Linked DNA regions of Sus scrofa: all the other regions are linked to region 3. The links are chromatin contacts, called in public Hi-C maps. All regions are on one chromosome and are shown on one strand. The core of a region is the stretch at or near the end of the contact, and the rest is flanking DNA. Distances in the headings are between cores, read along the strand shown. Region 1 overlaps PLXNA4 (plexin-A4). Region 2 overlaps PLXNA4 (plexin-A4). Region 3 overlaps PLXNA4 (plexin-A4).

Evidence for each region. A called contact is a pair of places that touch in the nucleus more often than the background predicts.
Region 1: a contact with region 3 is called in a Hi-C map of liver, with 5 times the contacts expected there. The contact joins two enhancer-like sites. A contact is called at or near these places in 1 of 5 promoter capture datasets (liver) and 8 of 47 Hi-C or Micro-C datasets (embryonic fibroblasts, fetal heart ventricle, fetal liver and 3 more).
Region 2: a Hi-C map of liver shows a contact between it and region 3, with 9 times the contacts expected there. The contact joins two enhancer-like sites. A contact is called at or near these places in 1 of 5 promoter capture datasets (liver) and 6 of 47 Hi-C or Micro-C datasets (heart right ventricle, liver and skeletal muscle).

Annotation. Positions count from the first base shown.
Region 1 is chr18:16,786,847-16,790,767 of Sscrofa11.1, forward strand. All of the region lies in intron 3 of PLXNA4 (plexin-A4), which reads left to right. Among named protein-coding and RNA genes, the nearest start is that of PLXNA4, 310 kb to the left of the region's middle. Within about 2 kb of position 1,890, at least 18 of the 83 cell types and tissues checked have an H3K27ac peak or open chromatin away from gene starts, as enhancers often do. A contact at or near this core is called in liver, where this site is marked.
Region 2 is chr18:16,620,237-16,624,278 of Sscrofa11.1, forward strand. The region is part of intron 3 of PLXNA4 (plexin-A4); the gene reads left to right. Among named protein-coding and RNA genes, the nearest start is that of PLXNA4, 150 kb to the left of the region's middle. Within about 2 kb of position 1,850, at least 11 of the 83 cell types and tissues checked have an H3K27ac peak or open chromatin away from gene starts, as enhancers often do. A contact at or near this core is called in liver, where this site is marked.
Region 3 is chr18:16,699,741-16,704,318 of Sscrofa11.1, forward strand. All of the region lies in intron 3 of PLXNA4 (plexin-A4), which reads left to right. Among named protein-coding and RNA genes, the nearest start is that of PLXNA4, 230 kb to the left of the region's middle. Within about 2 kb of position 1,826, at least 10 of the 83 cell types and tissues checked have an H3K27ac peak or open chromatin away from gene starts, as enhancers often do. A contact at or near this core is called in liver, where this site is marked.

The DNA.
Region 1 (3,921 bases), core at 640-3,139, 87 kb after region 3:
CTTTCCGTGTAGGGGGTGTGGTAGCTCGAACTGTATGCCCCCCAAAGAAGCGTCGAAGTCCTAAACACCAGGACCTGCGATGCGACCTTATTTGGAAACAGAGTCCTCCTTGCAGCCGTAATGAAGTTATTCAGATGTAACCCAAGTCGTGCTGGATTAGGGTGGGCCCTAAATCCAATGACTGGTGTCTTTATAAGGGAAAGGAGTGGGAGACTTGGATGCAGAGACAGAGAGACCCAGGGAAGGGTGCCATGTGAAGTCAGAGGCAGAGACTGCGCTTATGCTGCCATAGCTAAGGAATGCCAAGCTCTGCCAGCAACCATAAGAAGCAAAGAAGGATCCCCCGCTAGAGTCCCGGGAGAGAGCATGGCCCACCCACACCTTGATAGACGTCTAACCTCAGAACTGTGAGAGAACAAGGGTGCTGCTTTCAGCTAAAAGCTTGCGGTAATTCTTACGGCAGCCCTAGCAAACGACTCCACGGGGTCTCTGGAGCGTTTGATGGTGTGTTGACGTAGGAGCATGAGCACGAGCGCTTTGGTGGTGAGGGGTCTTCCGTCTGCTGACTTGCGGGAGATGCTCTGTTGCTCGAGCACATCCTTGGTCGGCTTCGGGTTGCTTGATTGGAAGCCCCGCTCAGAGGACACCAAGGAATGGAACTGTCACCCAGGAAAATCCAGTTGGGTGGTGGAGTGGGAGAAGGATGGAGTGTGGCTGTTGTCCTACAAATTCCAGCAGAGCCCCTGACCATCGAGGCAGGGGAAGGCGCAAGGCTTTCCAGGACGTCAGACAGAATGAAACAAAGGTTAGGATGAGAGCTAGGCGGTCCGAGAAAACCTTCTTAAGGAACAAGAGGTCCCATGGTCTTAGAGCACCAGGAAATTAGCATAAGGAACAAGAAAAGCGGTCTCTTAAAAACGTGGAGCTTAAATTTCATGGCGGAGAAGGGCAGTAGCAATATGTTTGAAGAGTAAGTAACAGGTGGAAAGAATGAAGAAGTACGTGAGCCTGAGAACAGATCGTAGAATGAAGCCTCCTTACGATACTGGGGTGTCCTAGTTTTCTGTTGCCCAGTTTAAGGTTCCCTGGCCCCTGCGCAGGAATCACCAGTGGTACCTATTTGAAATGCAAGTCGTGGGCTCCGCCTCAGCCATTCTGGGTCAGATCCTGAGTGGACAGGGGAGCCTGCATTTTCACATACTCCCACAAAATCTGGAAAACATTGCTGCAGATTCTTTGTCAATGTCAACAGACTCTCCCCTTTCTAGATAAAATTGTGGGGAACTACAGAGGAATGCAAGAGAGGAGAGGAGGGGAGAGGGTTTCAGAAGAATTTTTAGATAGCCTGTGCCCCAAATCACCTTTCCCAGAACCTCTGCGTCGGTCATCCTGGTGTGTCAGTGGACACAACTTCCTCCCACAGTTGGACCAGTTCTGACCAGTGTTGCGGGGCCAGCTGCCACAGGACTGGAAACACCGGCCTGTTGCAGCTCTGCCACCTACTGGCTGTAAGAGGAGGTGCAGAATTCAACACAGCGATCACCCTGGTTAAAGAGCAGCTTCAGAAAACACATACAGCACACGCACATACACACTCGTACACCACCCACCAGGGCCCCTCTGGCTCCCGCTGGCCCATGATCTGTTGGTTCACCTGTCGGCATAAGTACAGATGCATTTGATCTCTCCGTTCAGACATGGATGAGCTTGGAGGGGGAGAGAAGGGAAAAGGACAGAGTACAGGCTGATAAGCAGAGGCTCTGAAAAGACTTCCTCCTCTTCCTTCCTGTTTTCCAGGACACAGGAGGGGAAGATGCAGGCGTCGGGGAGGGGAAGGCTCCAAGCCCAAGGCAAGGGCAGGGCAGGCGGGGTGGGAGGGACTGAGCCCAAAGGCTGTGAGCACTGAGCCAGGATCCAGAGCTAGTGTGCACACAGGCAGCTAACTCGGCCTTCCCTGGGGCTCTGACTGCGGCCAGCGCTGAGGTCTTTTCTCCCTCCGTTTCCTCTTTTACGGCATGAATGATATACTCTGCCTTCTCAGCCCAGCCCCATCGGACCCTCTCCAGGGCTCAGAAGGGCAGGATGGCTAGGTTGGCTCTCGAACCCCTGGAACCACTCAGAGGAGGGCTGACCCCTGCCTACCTGCCCTTCTGTCCAACCACCGATGGGCCCACCTGTGTTTGGGAATGACCTTCTGACCTTGCCTTGTTTGGGGGCCATGACCTTATGTCAAAACCACTCAGGTTGCGTTTCATTGACCGGGTTCCCTCAGGGAAAAGAGAGTTCCCAATCCCAGCCCTGGCAGGAAGTCAAGTTTTCTGTGCTCCTCCCCAGTCAGAAAGCTCTCTGCTGCACACTCTGCCCTGCCCGCCTTCTCTCTGCCAGCTCTTGTCCTCCACCCCTGCTCTTGGCTTCCTTCCTACCCCTTTCTGAAGCTGCCTGGCTGGCTGCCACCTGGGCCAGCTGAGGAGGGAACAGGCTGGGAGGCCCCTGGAGCTGGTGTCCGGGCTGTGGGTGCTGACTTCTGCTTGTGGTGCCCACTTTGCTCTGTTGCGCATGACTTTGGACTTGGTCATGGTGAAGCCACTGTGGCCTGGCAGGGCCAGCAGAGAGACATCACTTACCACAGGTCGTGTGCATCCGGGCAAACTTTGGACCTTGTTTCACTGAATCACAGACCAGTAAGTCCAACCCAATCCAGCCTAACAGCACCAACACAAAGCAACCAACTCAATCCAACTCAATCCAACACAACCCAGTACAATCCAATCCAATACAACCTAATCCAACACAACACAAAACAGTATATAACACAACACAACCAACCCAACCCAAACCCAACAGAACCCAACACAACACCAACACAACCCAATGCAATACAACACAGCACAATCCAACACAACACAGTACGACCCAACCCAATAGAACACAACACAATACATCCCAAACCGATACCACTGAACACAACACAATCCAGTCCAACACACTGCAACCCAATAAAACATGACACAAAACAACACAACATGACACAAAACAACACAATAAAATAACTAAGCCTGAACAACAGGTGGCTTTATAGGTCTCTGTTTACTCATCTTGCTCTGCATTGATGGAACTGGGGAGGTGGGGGCCTAAGCAGTGGACTCTTCTGGTCACCCCTCCCTCCTTTCAAAGGATTGTTGAAAGGAAGTGGACACCAGGGCAGCTTGGCGAGGGCAAGGGGCTCAGGACGGAAGAGACCCAGTGGAATTGCCCTGGCGCTGTGAGCTAGAGTGCCATGGACCACCTGGGCACTCACTCCCCATCTGTCAGAGGGCGGGGCCTGAGTCCACCCTACCAGCCCAGCTCACTGCACTCATGTAGGATGCATGGAAATAACAGTCACAAAATCCCTTTTCAAAGTTTGAACCAAAGCTGTTGTTAGTTGAGTAACTGTGTTATGGACAAGTGACATCTGTTTTGTCAAGTTGTCCCCTGGAGGCCTGGGAGGATCAGGGTCTCTGCCCTTGGGGAAGTGCTGTGACTAAGTCCTCCACTTTCTGCGCCTCTACATCGGCTGATTCAACTTATACTGAGAATATTGAAGTTTTCCAAAACCCCAGTAAAAGAGCTTGGCGTAAAGAAATGCGTCGTTCCCTTAACCCGAACCCGAGAAGTGGCCAGAGGCGAGCTGAGGATGTGGGTGATTCAACACAGGCCGCTCCCAGCTCCTCGGAGGCTGCCCGTTGTGATGGAGGAGGATTTTGTATTTAGCTGTTTAGCCAATACGTAGGTTCTCACCTTTGTTAAAGGAATGAAAAAGCTCCTCTTCAAGAGAGATTCTCCAAGTTAGGAACGTGGAGGAAGGTTTATTATCTTCATTTTACGAAAGTCAGCTTGTATCGGTTGCCATCTCTGCAACACACAACACTTCCCCTTTGC
Region 2 (4,042 bases), core at 600-3,099, 79 kb before region 3:
CCACCCTTGGCCTCTCCCTGGGCTGCTACTACATGTGAGGCTCTAAATGGGGTGAATAATGTGGGTGAGGGGTGGGGGCAAAGGGTGTGCCCAGCCCTGAAAAGCTTGGGATTCCTCCTCCCACCTCCTGCAGCCTGGAAACAAGGTCTTTGATTTATGAGCTAACTTTTAATTAAAAGAACAGCAGAAAAAAAAAATCTCATTTTGCCTCTACAGGATAAATGGTTCACAGTCTGAACGAATTTTATTTCTTCTCCAAATGCTCCCGTGCTGCAGCAGTGTGCGTGTGTGTGTGTGTGCACGTGTGTGTGTGTGTGTGTGTGTGTGTGTGTGTGCATGCATACATGTGTGTGATAGGGTGATGGGATGTGCCTAGAGCTCTGGGTCAGACCTGCTCCAAGGATACTTTGCTCCCGTGGCTGACGTGCCTGCATCCCCCTGGTCCTACCGTGTAGCGCTAATGCTCGCTTCTTGCCCCGTATCCCAATTTCTCTTTGCCGTTTTTTTCTGACATCTTTACTTGAAGAGATGCTGTCAGTTCCATTCCCAGTTGCTGGCAGAGCTTTCCTTCCTTAAGCCACGGTCATGTCCGTGCGTCTTTGGCAGAAGAGATTTTATATGGGTGGTCACCCCAAATTCTCGGTATATTTTGATTTATTTCTCTGACAGCCCCTCGTTACATCCCATCGGCACTTCCCGGTATGGAATTTATCAGACTCACAGCCCTTCTTCTCCGGGAGTTGATCTTCTGTAATATGACTGAATCTGACATGGAACTGACCCCTGGTGGGCTTGGATATAAACCTGGCCTTTCTTATGTGACAACTTTTATTCTCCGTCACTATCCATCACCTTTAGCAGTGTGATAGGGACCACTCTTTTCTCTGTCCTGCCTTCTAGAAGTACCTGTGTTTATTTGATATTTAGAAATGTATTTCTCTCTATTGCAGAGGAATCAAGTCCGTTCTCTTAGTATTTTCACACCTCCCTCCACCAGGAAGCGTTGCAGAGTCCCCTCCATTGGCTGCGGAAGCAGGAGCCAGGGGACCTCCTGTCAATGAAGGACTCACCTGCCACTTGCCCTCCTGGGACTTTGGGGCAGCACTGGGGGAGCCACTGTGGCCTCTTTACTCCAGAGAGTTTTCTGCCCACAAAACACACTGAAAAACCTCGGGAGAACTGACCAGCAAAATCCCTAGCTACCATAAGCCAGAAAATCAACTGCAGGGACACCAAGAGGTGGCCTGGGCCAACGGGAGGAATTGGGGTTTGCATTTGGTGACAAATGTTCATCCTTTTCCGCCGCCGCCGCCGACTCATGTAGGGGGACAAGGGACAGTCCTCCCACTCCCACCCCCCCATCGTCATCTTTGCAGTGCTCTGGTCTTTGTGATAAACGGCAGAGGGAGTGAGCTCCCACCCTCCCCCACCTTCTGCCACCGCCACTGCCTTTATAAATAATCTCTCACAGCGCGTCCTGATATAAGCACGAGGTGGGGCGGGGTCGCAGGGACGTGAGCCACCACCTCACAGTGAGAATGTTCCTGCTCGCCCGCCGCTGGTCTCGGGCAAAGTGTGTTGGTGTCTGCGGTCTCGCCTTAAAGCGCCAGCTCACAGTACCTGGGCTCTTCAGGCTGAGGGGGCTCAGGGTGACGGCACCCCAGGCCTCACCCAGTCTGCCACCTGCTCCGTTGCCCTGGCATCACCCGCACCTGCTCCTCCTGGGTGAGCCGAGGGAGGGACCCCTGCACCCTCTGCCTACGTTACGGGCGTGACAGTGACGTCCACTTGCCAACTTGTCGAAGTGATGTTTCCCAGAGCGCTCGGAGGCCCCGGGGCTGTTCTGCAAGATGAGATCATCGGTGCTAAATTTGTCTTTGCTGACAGCCCAGAACTGGGTTCCAGGGCCTCTGGCAGGCTCGGGAGGCTGGGGCCGAGTCCCACATGTGCCCCAGCGCCTGCCACTACTGCTGTCTGGTGAAAGAGGCTGCCCTCTCCTCTGACAGTTCTCACCTGGGCTGTCTGCCTCCCAGGTTCCCCGTTCTAAAGATGGGCTTTTGTGCCCACGATGCTACCTTAGTCCTGGCAGCTCGGCTGAAAGAGCCAGCTTAGAGAGTGTGCCCAGACTCGGAGAAATGACAGGCCATTGCTCTGCTTGTCCTCGCTTGTGGACACCTGTCTTGCATGGCCAGCACCGATGGCTGATGTTCCCTGCAGAACAACCTCCCCCTTTCAAGATCCTTAACCTCACGAGACCTGCCAGATCCCCTTTGCCACGGGAAGTAGCGTTTTCTCCAGTTCTGGAGATTAAGCTGTGGATGTCTTTGGAGGGGGCACTGTTCTGTCTGCCGCAGCAGAGCCCTCTCTAACAGCCTGCAAGACTGGTGGGGAAGAAGGGTGAGGTTGGACATTGGGGGAGGCATTTGGGGACCAGATAGGACCAATGGGAGGTCCACAGCCAAAGACAAGGAAAGGGTTTAAAAAGACCGAAAAGCCCACCAGACTTTGCCACGGCTCCCAGGCCGAGGGCTCCAGCTCCTTCCATCATCCCAGCCACATGGGCTGAGGACCATCCCCCAAGTCTCTGAGCCCAGGAAGCTCCCTGGTCAAGGCCACACTGACCTTTCCCCTCTTGGTCATTGGAACAAGAGGGGCCCCTCTGTGCATTCCCGGTTTCAACGACTTGATTTGGGGTTTCGTTTTTACCTGTGGGTTTGCTTTTCTTTGGTTTCAGAAGAGCTTTTGGGAAACAAACAAAAAGAAAGCTTTTGTAAAGTTCATCTTTGTCTTAATTTTACAAGACAAAGAAGATACCGGTTCCTTTGGCAGGTGCAGCAGCTACCAAAGCCCAATGAAAAGATCTGGAACGAAACCTGTCAGCAGGTTGGGCTAGTTGCCACAGCTGCAGACAGTGTCCCCTCCCCCTAAGGGGAGTCACCATGGACTTTGATTATTTACTGGTCAAGGGAAGCCATGATTGGTCAGGCTCATGTTTGTGTGTTGGTTTTTATTTTCTTCCTATAATTCCCAGCACCACTGCCAGCTTCTATTGAAGTTTATTGATGAGCAAGATACAGCTTTAGGCATTGTGAGATGACCAAACAAGAGAAAAAAAATGGCCTTATGTCCTTGGTGATTTTAGGTGGGCAGAGCAAGTTAGGGTTTATGGATTAGTCCATCTTCAATCCCAGCTGTAAGAAATAAAACTAACTTGCAGCCACTGGGTGAATGGTCTGTTGAAAGCTAGTTCTGCTGCAAAGGTCAAAACCCCTGATTCATCAATCAGGGTTAGGGGAGGGGGGAAGAGGGAGGAGAGGCTCGAAGATGAGAACAAAGTCAGCAGCTACTATGTGCTATGTTTTTGCTACCCATAACTCAGAGGGGTCAGTCTAGGGCCCTCATTGCAACTGTGCCTGGTGAGGATTTTGACTGCAATTTTACCCAGGAAGAAACTCCTCTCCAGAGAGGTAGAATGCTAATTGGCATAGTCTCCAAAACCCACGCCCTTATAATAAATTGTGCCATGTCCACCTTTGCTCCTTTTGCCTATGTACGTTTTCGAACTCAATTTGGCTTCTCCACCAAATATCCAGCTTCATGTAGGGGTGAAATTGGGGGCACCTGGGGGGCTTAAGGCTCCTGAAGGAAACACTCAGTGCTCACATTTTTGGGTAGCTCCCCATGCCTGTGTTCCGAGCCTCAGAGAGAGGGGCCCTTTTCTCTCCCTGCCTGTAGAAATCCCTGGACTCTCACCACAGGCTTCTCTACTGCGGGGTTGATCTCAACCGGGCTTGTGAAAATGAACAGCTGATGTGTTATATAATTCCTTTTCTCTTCAAATGTGTGTGTAACAGTATGTACATAAATATAGCGTGTGTGTGCGGGGGAGGGGGGAGGGCTGTTCCTGGAAAAGCCGAAGGGGACCCATTTGCCATTTTTGATGACTTACTCTAAAGCTTTGTCTGCCTTTCTTCTCATCTCCTGCTTCTCCTGGTCCTGCTGGAAGAGGGAGAGATGTCATAGGGCAGCAGGTGTAGAAAAC
Region 3 (4,578 bases), core at 576-3,075:
ATGAGGAGCGGTGGCAGGAGACAGGGGCAGAAAAGGGAAACCTTCTGCATTCCTGGCTTGGGACAGACTCAGCTGTCCATGATGCTGGCTCCCGGGCGGGGAGCAGGAGCAAGATCTGGCCTCCCTTTGCCTGGCTCAGGCGGAGGAGGGCTGGAGGGAGATACCCGAAGACTGACCGGTGGTTCTGGGGAGGATCAGCTCGGCCTCACGCTCCGCATTCCCCCCTCCTGCACAGTCTTCTCTGTTCCCTGGCTTCTAGGTTGCCAGAAAAGAATTTCCCTTCTTACTATAGGCATCGCTTTCCAAGATTAAGAGCATAAAAGGAGAAAGGGAGAGCTGTGCCCATCTCCTGCCCAACTATTATGAGGAAGTAAAAGCTGAATTGAACTTTCAAGGAATCCCAGGCACAGGCTGAAATGCTGGGTGTGGAGGGCATTTCTCAGAAGACGCTGAGGATGGGGTGTCACTAGCGGGAAAGGGGGTGACAACGCACAGGGCCATCATGCTGGGGTCCTGCTGGGGCTCCCTCTGTTGACAGGGGCAGTCCATGATAGCTGTGTTGGCAGCTGGCCTTTCCTTCTGAGAACACTGTCACTTGCAGCCGAGCTCCGGGAAGGCCATTACCTCTGCTCCAAGCTGCTTGTCGCTGCTTCAGTGACTCTAGTCCTTCTCCTGTGTTACAGGACTTGACAGAAAGAAGGCTGCCTTTGAAGCATGGAGTACTGAGACTTGCGCTTCCCAGACTCTCCCAGATCTGGAGGGGATGAGAAAAGGGGGTGATCTGACGATCCCTGGCTTGAGCGGATCCTGTATCCCACAACCCAGGGGTCAACACCATTCCTGCCTTGGCCACCCTTGAAGCCAGCGCAACCCCTGCTGGGGCCCTGAGGCCTCTGGGCTCCCCTTGGAAAGTAATAGGGTGGGACCCCTCATGACTTGTCCTTCAGAGGGCTGGATGGCTGGACCTTTTAGTTGAGTAGGTGAAAAATACAAGGTCAGGACTAGAGGAAATTTGCTAATAAGGTGACCACTTTTTCTGAACCCAAACTGAGAGTAGGGTGGATTATTACGACATAATATGGAGTGCAAAAATTGTCACAGTGGTGGAATATCTGGGGGATTCATATGAGTGATTGACTCACAAATCACTGACTTGCTTACATCAGCTTAGGCAGCTTCACAAACTAGCTGGGTAACGCTGGATGAGACACTGAGCCACTGAGGACCTCGGTTTTGAGGGTCTCCCAGCTCCATGAATTGATGAGTTTTGGTGGAGGAGGAGGGGACTTATGAGGGTCAGGCTGGAGTGGAGTCACAGTGCAGGTGACACAAAGGGGTGGGGTGGCACTCAGTCTGTGCCCAGAGGTGGGGTCGCTGGGGCGTCACTGCACATCCCTCGCCATTTCCTTGGGCCGGACTAATAGGGCTGTGGCTTCTCCCCCCCTCGCGTGCAGGCTCACTGTTTTATGAATTAAGGACCCAGGCTGCCCCTGAGGGAGAATTGATGGAAGGGGCTCTGCAGCCCCAGACAGAAGCATAGACCCAGGAGGAGGGGTCCAGAGAGCAGGCCCCCGGGGCTGCCAGCCTCGCCAGCCCTGTGCGGGAGACAGCGGGGCTGCAGAGAGCCCTTAATGGCCAGGCAGATTAGGAACACGGTTCCGGCCGAGGGCACAGAGCCCCGGAGAATGATAATCAAACTCCTTGCCGCCAGTCAAGCAGCTAAGCAGACAAGATCTAAATAAACACGCTTCTGTCTCCAGTCGGGCGGGCCCCCCTCTCGGTGGTGGAATCAGGTTGTCTGCTCCAGCAGCTTGACCTTGGACTCTGTACTTGACCCTGGTGAAGGGCCAGATTTCCCAACATCAGATTCACAAACATCTCTCATCCTGTGTGCTCACTCCTCTGGGCTTGTTTTGTGTATTTATTTATTTGTGTATTTATTTATTTATTTATTTTTATTTTTTGTCTTTTGGGGGCCGCACCCACGGCAAATGGAAGTTCCCAGGCTAGGTGTCGAATTGGAGCTGCAGCTGCTGGCCTGCACCACAGCCACAGCAACTCAGAATCCGAGCTGTGTCTGCGACCTACACCACAGCTCATGGCAATGCTGGATCCTTAACCCACTGAGCGAGACCAGGGATCAAAGCCGTGTCCTCATGGAGACCAGTCAGGTTCCCTACCGCCGAGTCACAATGGGAATTCCTAGGCTCATTTGAGATCTGACGACTCTGTACCACCATCTTCAGGTGACTCCCAAGCTATCGAGCTGTCCAGCCACAGATGGGCTGTGTGGCCCGGTGCCCAGGACGTGTCTGGCCTGCCCCGCCTCTGCTCAGTTTTACATGCCCCGCCCACTCTCTGACTTAGTCAAGATGCTTCAACAGGAGTATCTCCTTTTTTCAGAGGCGTTGTACAGGCTGAGTGTGAAGAAAACATTTGTGATATATTAATGTGCATCTGGTCTGCCCGAGAGCTTCTCCGACATGAACGGGCACATAAGTCATTTGAGGATTTTATGCAAATACAGGTTGCAATTCAAGAGGTCTGGGGAGGGGCCTGATGGCCTGCGTTTCTAATGAGCTCCCCGGTGAAGCGGATACTCTTGGTCCTTGAATCACAGTTTGAGTAGCAGAGGTCTAGGTCAGTGCTGTTCAAAACGTGGTCTGCAAATTATCTGTAAGAGATACAGAGAGACAGCAAGAATGAGTTAGAAATTTGCATAGCAATTCTGCAACATCCTAGAGCCTGGTTGGTGAATTCGCATTTTCTCTTTTTAAATTTCACTTTTCTAGTCATTTGTTTTTATGGTATTGGACCAAAGCGTCCATCTACAATGGATAAAGAATTTTATAGAATGGCCCTTTGCCATGGGTCGTGTGAGATGCCAGGGACTAGAGGACTTCTGCCCTGCCCTGCAGGCTCTGAGACGCCCCGATTCTCGGCAGCAGCTCATGTACAGAGGTGGCCTGTCCTCGGAGGACAAACCCTGGTGGCTTGCGATCCCTGCGGAGGATCCAGGCCATGTCCTTGGCATTTCCTCGCGTCGCCTGTTTTCCAAGCTCAGTTCAGTGTTTTCTTTCCCAGGCGGCACTCTGGGTATTTCAGACAAAGGTTGAATGTCTCAGGGGAGTTCAGCCTCTGCCGATTCCAGGAAGTGCCAGCTAACAGAGATTGCAGCCGGCAAGGCTCTGAGCATGCCCAAGGCACCCACACCGGGTCTGGACAGCCCGCTCCCTCTGTCCCTGAGCAGGATTTGACTCCACTGTGGCAACCACCTGCCCCACTTGTGAGAAAGAATAAGCCAGGCTGGAAAACAGGCCAAGTGAGAAGGCTTCCTGCCTCCCATGCCCATGGGGCAGGGCTGGGTGTTAATGAACCCAGCGCTGTCACAACAAGAAGGGGGCCAGCTGGAGCCCGCCCACGTTTGACCTCGGTCATTTGGCAGAAACCAGACTGCAGGGGAAGTGGTCAGAAATGTAAACAGGTCCAGCTCTCTCCCTGCCTTGGCAGTCTCTGTTGTCCTTGGCCCGCTGTGGGTTGTCACACATCCTGGACAGGGCTGGTGGGGATGGCAGAGCTGCAGGACCCCTTTCAAATCTTGCTTTCTTTCTTCTACCCCCCGCCCTTGGCACCTGGTCCAACACTGGGTACCTGTGGGCCCCCTTCCATCAGTGCCTTTTCACGGGTTGGTGCTATATGCTCCCTTATTCTGAGCTCAAGTAATCCGTAACGATAGAAGCTCCGTGGAACACCTTGCCGTCTTTACTGAGTGCTAATTTGGTTGGAAAGTCACACAGAAAAGAGGTTGCTATTGAATAACCACGTGTGGAATGATCTTCATGCATCCTTTGGAAATCAGCCACTCCAATGTTCAAAAAGGATATGATTTCAGCTAAGCCAGATTTAATTGAGAGGGTAGATTTTGATTTGGGCCTGGCATTGATTGGATGACCTGAAGCTGCTTTACCTCTCAACTGGGGTGTTTCATGAACGAGGTCCTAGTTTGGCTGCAGGAGGACTTGTCATTGAGAATGTCTATACATGTGTGCTCGCTCACCTTTGTATAAAAGGGGCTGCTTAATCAGGTGGGACTTCTGAGTTGTTCTTCCAGGTACAGAAATGCACCAACCTGCTCTGGTTGCTCTCCCTTGCTGTCTAAAACAGATGCCACCTCGTGCCTTCTTGAGACAGATGTTCAGGGCCGGGGTTAGTGTCTCTGGCCAAGGAGCCAGAGCAAAGATATTTGGTGGATCCAGCATTTGGCTCCATGACTGTGCTCTGGTTAGCCCTGTTCCTTAGTTGTTGGGCCTCTTAACACATTTTGTGAAGCCGAACTTTAGTACAGGTGTTTACTGAAAACGGGATGTGTACCGTGGTCCAAATCTATTAGACGCTAAAAGGATTCACCTTGTTTAGATGCCTGGTACTAGCTTCTTCCCTACCCTCCAGCTGCAGGGGGGCCCCCAGATTCCCCAGAGCCACAGTTACTCTGCAGTTCTGCTCTCCAGCTACAGCCAGACCAAGACAAATTTCAGAGCGGCAGCGACTTGTTTAGCATAGTGTGTGCCTTGGATGTTG